2 separate regions of the Mus musculus genome follow, and region 2 is linked to region 1. Evidence: chromatin contacts called from public HiChIP or PLAC-seq data. All regions are on one chromosome and are shown on one strand. Each heading gives the region's core, a stretch centred on a gene start, on an enhancer-like site or on the middle of the called end of the contact. The rest is flanking DNA. Distances are from core to core; before and after follow the strand shown. Region 1 holds the start of Cenpf (centromere protein F). Region 2 has its middle 19 kb from the start of Smyd2.

What was found. HiChIP or PLAC-seq counts read pairs in DNA pulled down with a chosen protein or histone mark.
Region 2: a contact with region 1 is called in an H3K4me3 HiChIP or PLAC-seq map of the SCID.adh cell line, with 9 read pairs. The contact joins the enhancer-like site here to the promoter of Cenpf in region 1. A contact is called at or near these places in 12 of 484 Hi-C or Micro-C datasets (the C2C12 cell line, CD8 T cells, bone marrow-derived macrophages and 7 more), 11 of 115 datasets of contacts at active chromatin or transcription factors (the 230-238 cell line, the SCID.adh cell line, embryonic basal ganglia and 6 more) and 2 of 9 other capture datasets (adipose tissue and liver).

Annotation. Positions count from the first base shown.
Region 1 is chr1:189,686,174-189,690,107 of GRCm38.p6, reverse strand. Cenpf (centromere protein F) reads left to right here and starts at 2,022. Exons shown (of 18, transcript NM_001081363.2): 1 at 2,022-2,132.
Region 2 is chr1:189,939,822-189,943,755 of GRCm38.p6, reverse strand. No RefSeq gene overlaps it. Among named protein-coding and RNA genes, the nearest start is that of Smyd2, 19 kb to the right of the region's middle. Within about 2 kb of position 1,700, at least 11 of the 459 cell types and tissues checked have an H3K27ac peak or open chromatin away from gene starts, as enhancers often do. A contact at or near this core is called in the SCID.adh cell line, where this site is marked.

The sequences.
Region 1 (3,934 bases), core at 773-3,272:
ATTTTAAGTCAGGTTCAAGGAAGAGGCTACAAGTGTGCACTATAATAAAGCAATAAAGTAAAACTACTGCTTTGAATTTATAATGACCTTGTAGAACGAATCACTGCTTTGAGCTTACTGTCAACACCCTTCTGTAACCCTCCTTCTGTGTAACATTTCATCTGTGAGGTAATTTTATAAAGAATTTTTGTCTAAAAAGGTAAATTTGCCAGAGAGAAAAAACAAAGTGTGGCATTTAGGGCTCAGCCCCATTCACCAAATGAATATATGTCTATGTCCGTTTGTCCATGTGTATGTACATAAATAATATGTAGGTATATGTGTATCTATGTAAGTTGGCATGAACACTTGTGAAATTGTTGAGACAGGTGGTCCGGCAGGGCCAGAGTGTGTGTGTGTAGTTGTGTGTTTGAATTCTTTCTTCCTCTTCTTTTCTCTCTGGCTCACAAAGAGTTAACAGACTCCAAGCCTCTAGCCTGGCCATGGAGGGGTCCTTGAGTCAGAGAGAAACTAAGCCTTTTTTCTAATACTCTTGTTGCTATCAGTTGGAGTCAAATTACCAGAAACCAGAGGTCTTAGAATAGCAAAGAATTAAAGAGAAAAACTCCTGAAAGCAAGCAGCTTTTGGACATACAATAGCAAAGAATTAAAGTCAGAGAAATTGCTAAAAGTAAGTAGTCTTTGGCTACAGAATAGCAAAGAGAACTGCCAAAGATAAAGCAGCTTTGGTCTCCATCTGACTCTGTAACTCTTAGCTGCCTTCCTGGGGAAACTGGGTGCTGGGATAAGCCCTGGGCACTAAGTGACCCTAAAAAGAAATGGGATGTGAGCAGAGAGACAATGAGAGGGATCACTGGAGAGGAAAGAGGAACTGAGAGCATTTTTATGTTTTAATTTTATGTGCATGCATGTTTTGCCAGCACGTATGTCGTTACATACCTGTTGCCTGTGGGCCCAGAAAAGGGAATCAGATTCCCTGAGCTGGATTTATAGATAGTTGTGACCTACTATGTGGATGTTAGGAACTGTACCCAGGTCTTCTGCAAGAGCAGCAACTGCTGAGCCACCTCTACAATTCCAAGGATATTTACTTCTTTTTTTAAAATTATTTTATTTTAAATTTATTTTCCACACTCCATATTCCATACCCCCGCCCCTATCCACCCTCCGTTTGCATCACATCCCATACCTCCTATGGATATTTACTTTTAAAGAAAAATATTTAGGCATTTAGGTGCTATTAGGAAAGTGGAAGCAGTATACTCAGTTTAGAAGAGCCTTGTGAATATTTGAATCTGATGAAGTGTTCCCCTCGGATCTCATATTCAGTAAATCCTGTCGGCGTGAGCCACCACAACCCATGCGAATCGCATATCCAGATTTTGAAAATATGGAGATGACAGAGAGGTCAGCAGTTGAGTTTTGCATGCATGTCTAGATTCAAGTTCAGATTATTTGTTATACTGTGCCTCTGTTATCCGCCCCCCCACCCCCCGCCTCCCCTCCCCTCTTCTTTTCTTTTCGAGACAAGGACTCTTGTCTATAGCCAGGCTGTCCTCCAAACGCCCTCCGCAGGGCTGCTATGGCAGGTGCGCGCCAACTTTTAAAGTAATAATCAACTTCGCAGCTAACTTTTATAATAATAATCCCCTCAGAGCTAACACCTTACGCTTGTCCTACGGTTAGAGCGAGCGGCCTCCCCGCAGCACAGACCTCACCTTACCCTGCTCCTCAAGCCCGCCCAGCCGCTCAGGGTTTAACCCTCATTCAGACCCGCAGTCCGCTCCTCCCAGCGTGCGGAGCCCGTCTCTAGGCAACGCCAGTGCATCCGACGTCTGCGCAGGCTCCGCCGCCGGCTCTGCTTGTTTTTAAACAGTCGTCCAAAAGGGCCAATCAGAGGCGGCTCACCGAGAAGCCGGGTGAGGACTGGTCGAAAGCCTCTCGCCATGGCCAATGGGCGTGGAGGCTAGCTGGGCGGGACCGGAAGTGAGCGGGAGGGAAGAGGGGCGGCGGCGGCGGGCAGTTTGAATCGCTCGTGCTGGTCGGGGAGGAACGGTGCGCTGTGTGAGGAGCTCGGCGGTGAGGAACTCGGGGCTCGCAGAGCCCGGAGCCAGGTTCTGTGAGGAGCTCAGGTGAGCAGCGTCCCCCCTCGGGGCCCCCGTCCTCCGCCCGCGGCCCCCCATCGGAGGCCCGCATGGTTTCTAGAAGCTTCTTTCTCACTTGGCGGCTTAGGGTCGCCAGGGTGCCAGGCTGTGCTGTGTGCTCAGCAGCCAGAACTAGCTAGCACTGGCAGAGAGGCAGGGGATCCTGACGGAGGACAACAGCAGAAACCTGCCAGACCCTCTTTAGGGCCTGAGGCGGGCGGTGGGCCCATGAACGGAGCCCTCCGCATTTTAAAGACATACTTTCGGTGGAAGTTCTTTTACACCGTCACCACAGAGATTTTGCTTCATCTTTCAAAGTCTTCTTCTCAGACCCTGCCTCTTTAATCTTAATTTTTTACATTTACGGATTTTACAACTTTTGCTCTAGTGACCCGATTTAGGTGGCTGACAGGTTGTTCCGTACCCAGTCAACACCTAATGGCAATTAGGCGATCGGTGTGATGTATTTATATATAAGTGTAGGAGAGGTAGAAAATGTATATAAGTGTGTAATGAACATAGTAAAAAAAAATGCCTTTTAAACACCCAAGACTAATAACCAAAACTCTGACATCACTCACTCCAAATAACAATCCTAAAACCCCATGATCCCCAGTGAACAGTATATAATTGGAGACTAAGACAATGCTCTGCGCTGCACATATGAGAAGACACCACCATAATCTGCCCTCAGGAGCCTCAAATCAAAAACTTCTGTTGGCTTGTAAGGCCTTAATGGGAAAGGTTGTGTGTAGTCTTGCTTCAATTTGATGTCCCAGGATCAGGTGGTATCCAAGGGGGTCTCCTCCCCTCTCTGAGAAGGGAAGGTGTTTGTGAGGATGGGACTGGGATCACAGGCAGAAGGGGAGGCTACCATTAGGATGTAGAATGAATAAATAATAATAATAAAAAGGAAAAAAAAAACTGAACCTGACAAGCTAAAATATGTCACCCAGGTGAGCAGCCCTGGGAAGATAGGGTTAAGACTGTAATTAGAAATTTAAAGTGTAAATACTGTATACTAATCCTCAGCATAATAAAATATAACTTTAGTTATCTTAACTACATTTGTAAATATCTTCTTGCTCTCAACAAAGTGTGTGACTACAAACATGAATATAGCTGTTTGTAGGTTTTGAATTAGAAAATAAACCTGCTGGATTCCCTTGCTTATATTGCCTCTCTAGATGTTTTGTTGCTTTTATTTTGTTTTGTTTTTTGACTTGTTGGCTGTGTAGCCCTGTCTGGCCTGGAACTCACTCTGTAGACCAGGCTGGCTTCAAACTCAGAGATCCACTGGCCTCTGTCTCCCAAGTGCTGGGGTGAAAGGTGGATATGGCTGTGGCACGTTGATGTATTGATTTCGGTGGCTGGCTGAATTGTTAAGACAATTTTTGCGTGTGGTTTTTGGTCTAATGTACTCTCCTCACTCTTGAATGAACAAGCTACAGGGTCAATTGCTCTTTGTTTTAGTTAAGAGGCCTTTGATTTCTTTCAGAAAATTTTGTGGGAAATTGAGTGTGGAGTTACACATGTCTTCTGTGAAATGAGATCTGGGAAAAAAAATAATGAAGCTGACACCAAAAACTGTCTTCAAGGCCCGGTATCTAATATGTCAAGATCCTTGTTTCTCTTTAACTTTTGAAAGTATTTTTTCAAAATATTTACAGTTAGATACTATCTCAGTATACAAACACGGATGTGGCTCGGAAAGCGGTGATCCACATTTCCTCAGCGTCATGAACTGAAGTATATTTTTGGGGCATTAACATCATAGATAACACATACAG
Region 2 (3,934 bases), core at 451-2,950, 250 kb before region 1:
ATGTGTGTGTGTGTGTGTGTATGTATGTGTGTGTGTGTGTGTGTGTGTATGTATGTGTGTGTGTGTGTGTGTGTGTGTGTATGTATGTGTGTGTGTGTGTGTGTGTGTGTGTGTGTATGTGTGTGTGTGTGTGTGTGTGTGTGTGTGTGTACCCATGCATCATGGGCCCAGGTGGAGGTAGAAGACAACCTGTAGAAGTCAAGTCTCCCCACTTACCTTGTGGGTCCCAGAGATTGAACTCAGGCCATTAGGCTTGGCAACAAATGTCTTTACCCACTTAGTCAATTTGCCAGCATGAGGTGGCTTTCTTTTTCTTTTTCTAGTAACACATATCCCCCTATGTGGCATGGTATTTGCCAGAAGTAACAGCTGATTAAGGAAAATGTAACTGACATACAGCAGTGACCGGTCACCTGCCCCTGTTGCTGCCCAATAGCAAACTAAGTTGAGTGTAGCCTCCATGGGCGTGGCATGACTTTGCCACTATATGCTATGCTTGTTGTGATTTTTATTAAGTACAGTGATTAAATTAAGGGACTCTTTCTTCAGTGGTACACAGTGTATAGTTACTGATTATTTTTATGTTAGAGTCTGACATTGTTTCCTAGTATAGTTAATTTTTTAATTAACTGAGTATTGGTGACATATGTTTTTAAGGTATTTGTTTGACTCTGTGAAGTCAGTCTTTGCCCTGGCTGGCAACAGTAACATGACTGATAGATAAAACAAGTTGTGATGTGTATAGAATCAAATGATAGGGTTTAATGTTTAAAGCAGTTAGTTGCTTAATAGGGATATTTAGACCATATGTGTTTGGCAGGCTAGCAAATGCATTGTAACCGGTGAAATATCATTTGTCCTGAGATGTCACATGGTATATACATAACCAGTACGGAAAGGAACACTCCTGTGTTTTATTCTACAAACATCATGAGCACTTCTCACTGAGATATTTTGTTTGCCTCATAGCTTAGTTCTATGTTGTACTTTTTTTTTTAACTCCTGTATTATACGTGTATCAAAAGGATCATCAAAAAGTCTCAGTATCAAAAGGATCATCAAAAAGTCTCAATTACTTTATATTGTAACTTAATCTAACATTAGAAGCATTTGGGCGAACTTGGAACTGTCACAACTCTAAGATGCCTGACAGTGTTCTGTAGAAATATTTCCATTAATAAGTAAGGAAACTAAGGGGGATTCTCAGAGGCAGCCGTGGGACAAGAGTCAAGTACCCCATGTGTTTTGGTTTAGGGTTTCTAAATCACACCAGCTTCATTAATCCTTAAAGTTTAGATTAATTTAAAAACTGGGATATGCTGAACACTGCCTAAGCAACCTGATCCACTGGCAGGCAGGAAGCCTAAGATTTGAGCTGAGGACGAAGACCCTGCAAAGAGGTCATCAGCTATGGTGGACGGATGTTCATACCACACAGAAGAGAGCCCTCTTCAGGGATAGTCAACTGTCCAAATAGGAGTGGTGACTAACATGAGGTGTAGGTCCGTCTGCCTCTATCTGCCTACACCGAAGTCTTCAGTTCACACGCTTTAGGGAAGCTTTGAGCTCAAACACAAGTGTTCACTTTCAGCAGCAACACAGCCATAGTTTTCTTGTTTCCGTGTAACACCCTGACAGTGATCATCTGAAAGGTATACAGGTCCGCTATTGTGTTGTGGCGAATCTACCACACAGAATTGTAGGTCAGTTGCTGTGGTGTGGTGAATCTACCTCACAGAATTGTAGGTCAGCTGCTGTGATGTGGCGAATCTACCACACAGATTTGTAGGTCAGTTGCTTGGTGTAGTGAATCTACCACACAGAATTGTAGGTCAGCTGCTCTGGTGTGGTGAATCTACCACAAAGAAGTGCTGAGGTGCTTTGAATGTCAAGTGGACTTGAAAGCAGTTTATCAACTGAAAGTGTCACCAACTCATGTGTTTCTGCTGATTCGTTTCAAATTTAAATTCTACATTTTAGTCATGTGTGTATGACTTAAAATTTCAGAACATTCAAAGGCTTATTGAGAAACAGGAGAAAGAGTCCCCCGATCCTAAAACTTCTCTCTAGAGACAAGCTATCCGCATTTTTTTAGTTACTGTCATCTTTCAATCACGTTTACCAATGAACGCCATCTCTCTTCCGAAGCTGAGAATTTAGCATCTATTTATCACCTATGTGCTAAATATGTATGTAGAGTTTCACAAATGACATGTGTACAAATCATGTATTTCTTGCAATTATCACCATTATATATGTATGTATATATTTATGAACGTTGTGTATAAGTGTATATATGTATATGGATGTATACATGTGCATGTGTGTATATGTATGTTTATGTGTATATGTATTTAAATGTCTATCTATCTATATATGTATATTAGGGTTCTCTAGAGGAACAGAACTGATAGAATATATATGTATGTGTGTACATACATATATCATATATATACACACACATATATAAACACATGTATGTATGTATGTATGTGTATACATATAAAGAGGATTTATTAGATTAGCTTACAATATGTGTATATGTACATATATATGTGTGCATATCTGTGTGTATATGTATATTAGTCAGGATTCTCTAGAGGAGCAGAACCGTATAATAATACACACACACATGACACATAAGAGGGGCGTTGATTTATTAGAGTGGCTTACAGGCTGTGGTCCAGCTAATCCAACAATGGCTGTCTACTGATGGAAAGTCCACGAATCCAGTGGTTGATCAGTTAAAGAAGTTGAATATCTCAAGCCGGTCTTCAGTACACATCAGAATACCAAAGAAGTAGACTGTAATGGCAGTGAAAAAGTAAACCTGCCACCAAACTGCCACCAGAATATGCGGTCCAGATCAAAAGTGACACTTCCCATTTCAGAAGATCCATAAGAGGGTGGGTCTTCCAACCTCAAATGATTCAATCAAGAAAAATTCCTCACAGGTGTCCCCAGCTGCTTGGGTTTTAGCTAATTCCAGATGCAGTTAGATTGACAACTAAGAAGAGCCATCACAGTGTGTGTGTGTGTGTGTGTGTGTGTGTGTTCTTCCTTCTCTCTCTCTTTTTTTTTTTTTAAAGATTTATTTATTTATTACATGTAAGTACACTGTAGCTGTCTTCAGACACACCAGAAGAGGGCGTCAGATCTTGTTACAGATGGTTGTGAGCCACCATGTGGTTGCTGGGATTTGAACTCTGGACCTTCGGAAGAGCAGTCAGGTGCTCTTACCCACTGAGCCATCTCACCAGCCCTCTCTCTCTTTTTTTTTCGAGACAGGGTTTCTCTGTATAGCCCTGGCTGTCCTGGAACTCACTTTGTAGACCAGGCTGGCCTTGAACTCAGAAATCCGCCTGCCTCTGCCTCCCGAGTGCTGGGATTAAAGGTGTGCGCCACCACACCTGGCTGTGTTCTTCCTTTTCACTTCACAACACAGTTATGCCTTTTTTTTTTTTTTAGTTCACAATGCTTGTAGCATCATGACTATTTTATTCCAATGCATTTTTTGGATATTCTAAAATTCTCCCGACCCCTGACATTTTACCTCTGAAAACTCATTTTGTGTGTAGTTGCTGTTAACCAGACAGATGCTGTTATGCAGCTTGCTTTGCGTGTGTGCAAACTTGCTCAAAGCTGTTGATAATTTCATCACTCAGCTGCACTCATGTAGTTGCCTTACATATGCTGGTCTTAACTGCCACGTGGGAGATAGTTAAGAATCAGTATTGTAAAAAACAGGCAGACAGACAACAATGGGAGGGTGAAATAATGTGGTGAGTAGAGGTGCTTGCCACCAACCTGGAAACCTAAATTTGATGCCTGAGACCCACATTATAGCAGGAAAGAACCAACTCCTGCAAATTGTTCTCTGACCTTTACACCTGTGTTTGGGCATGTGTGCACTCCTACACAATACAGATATATA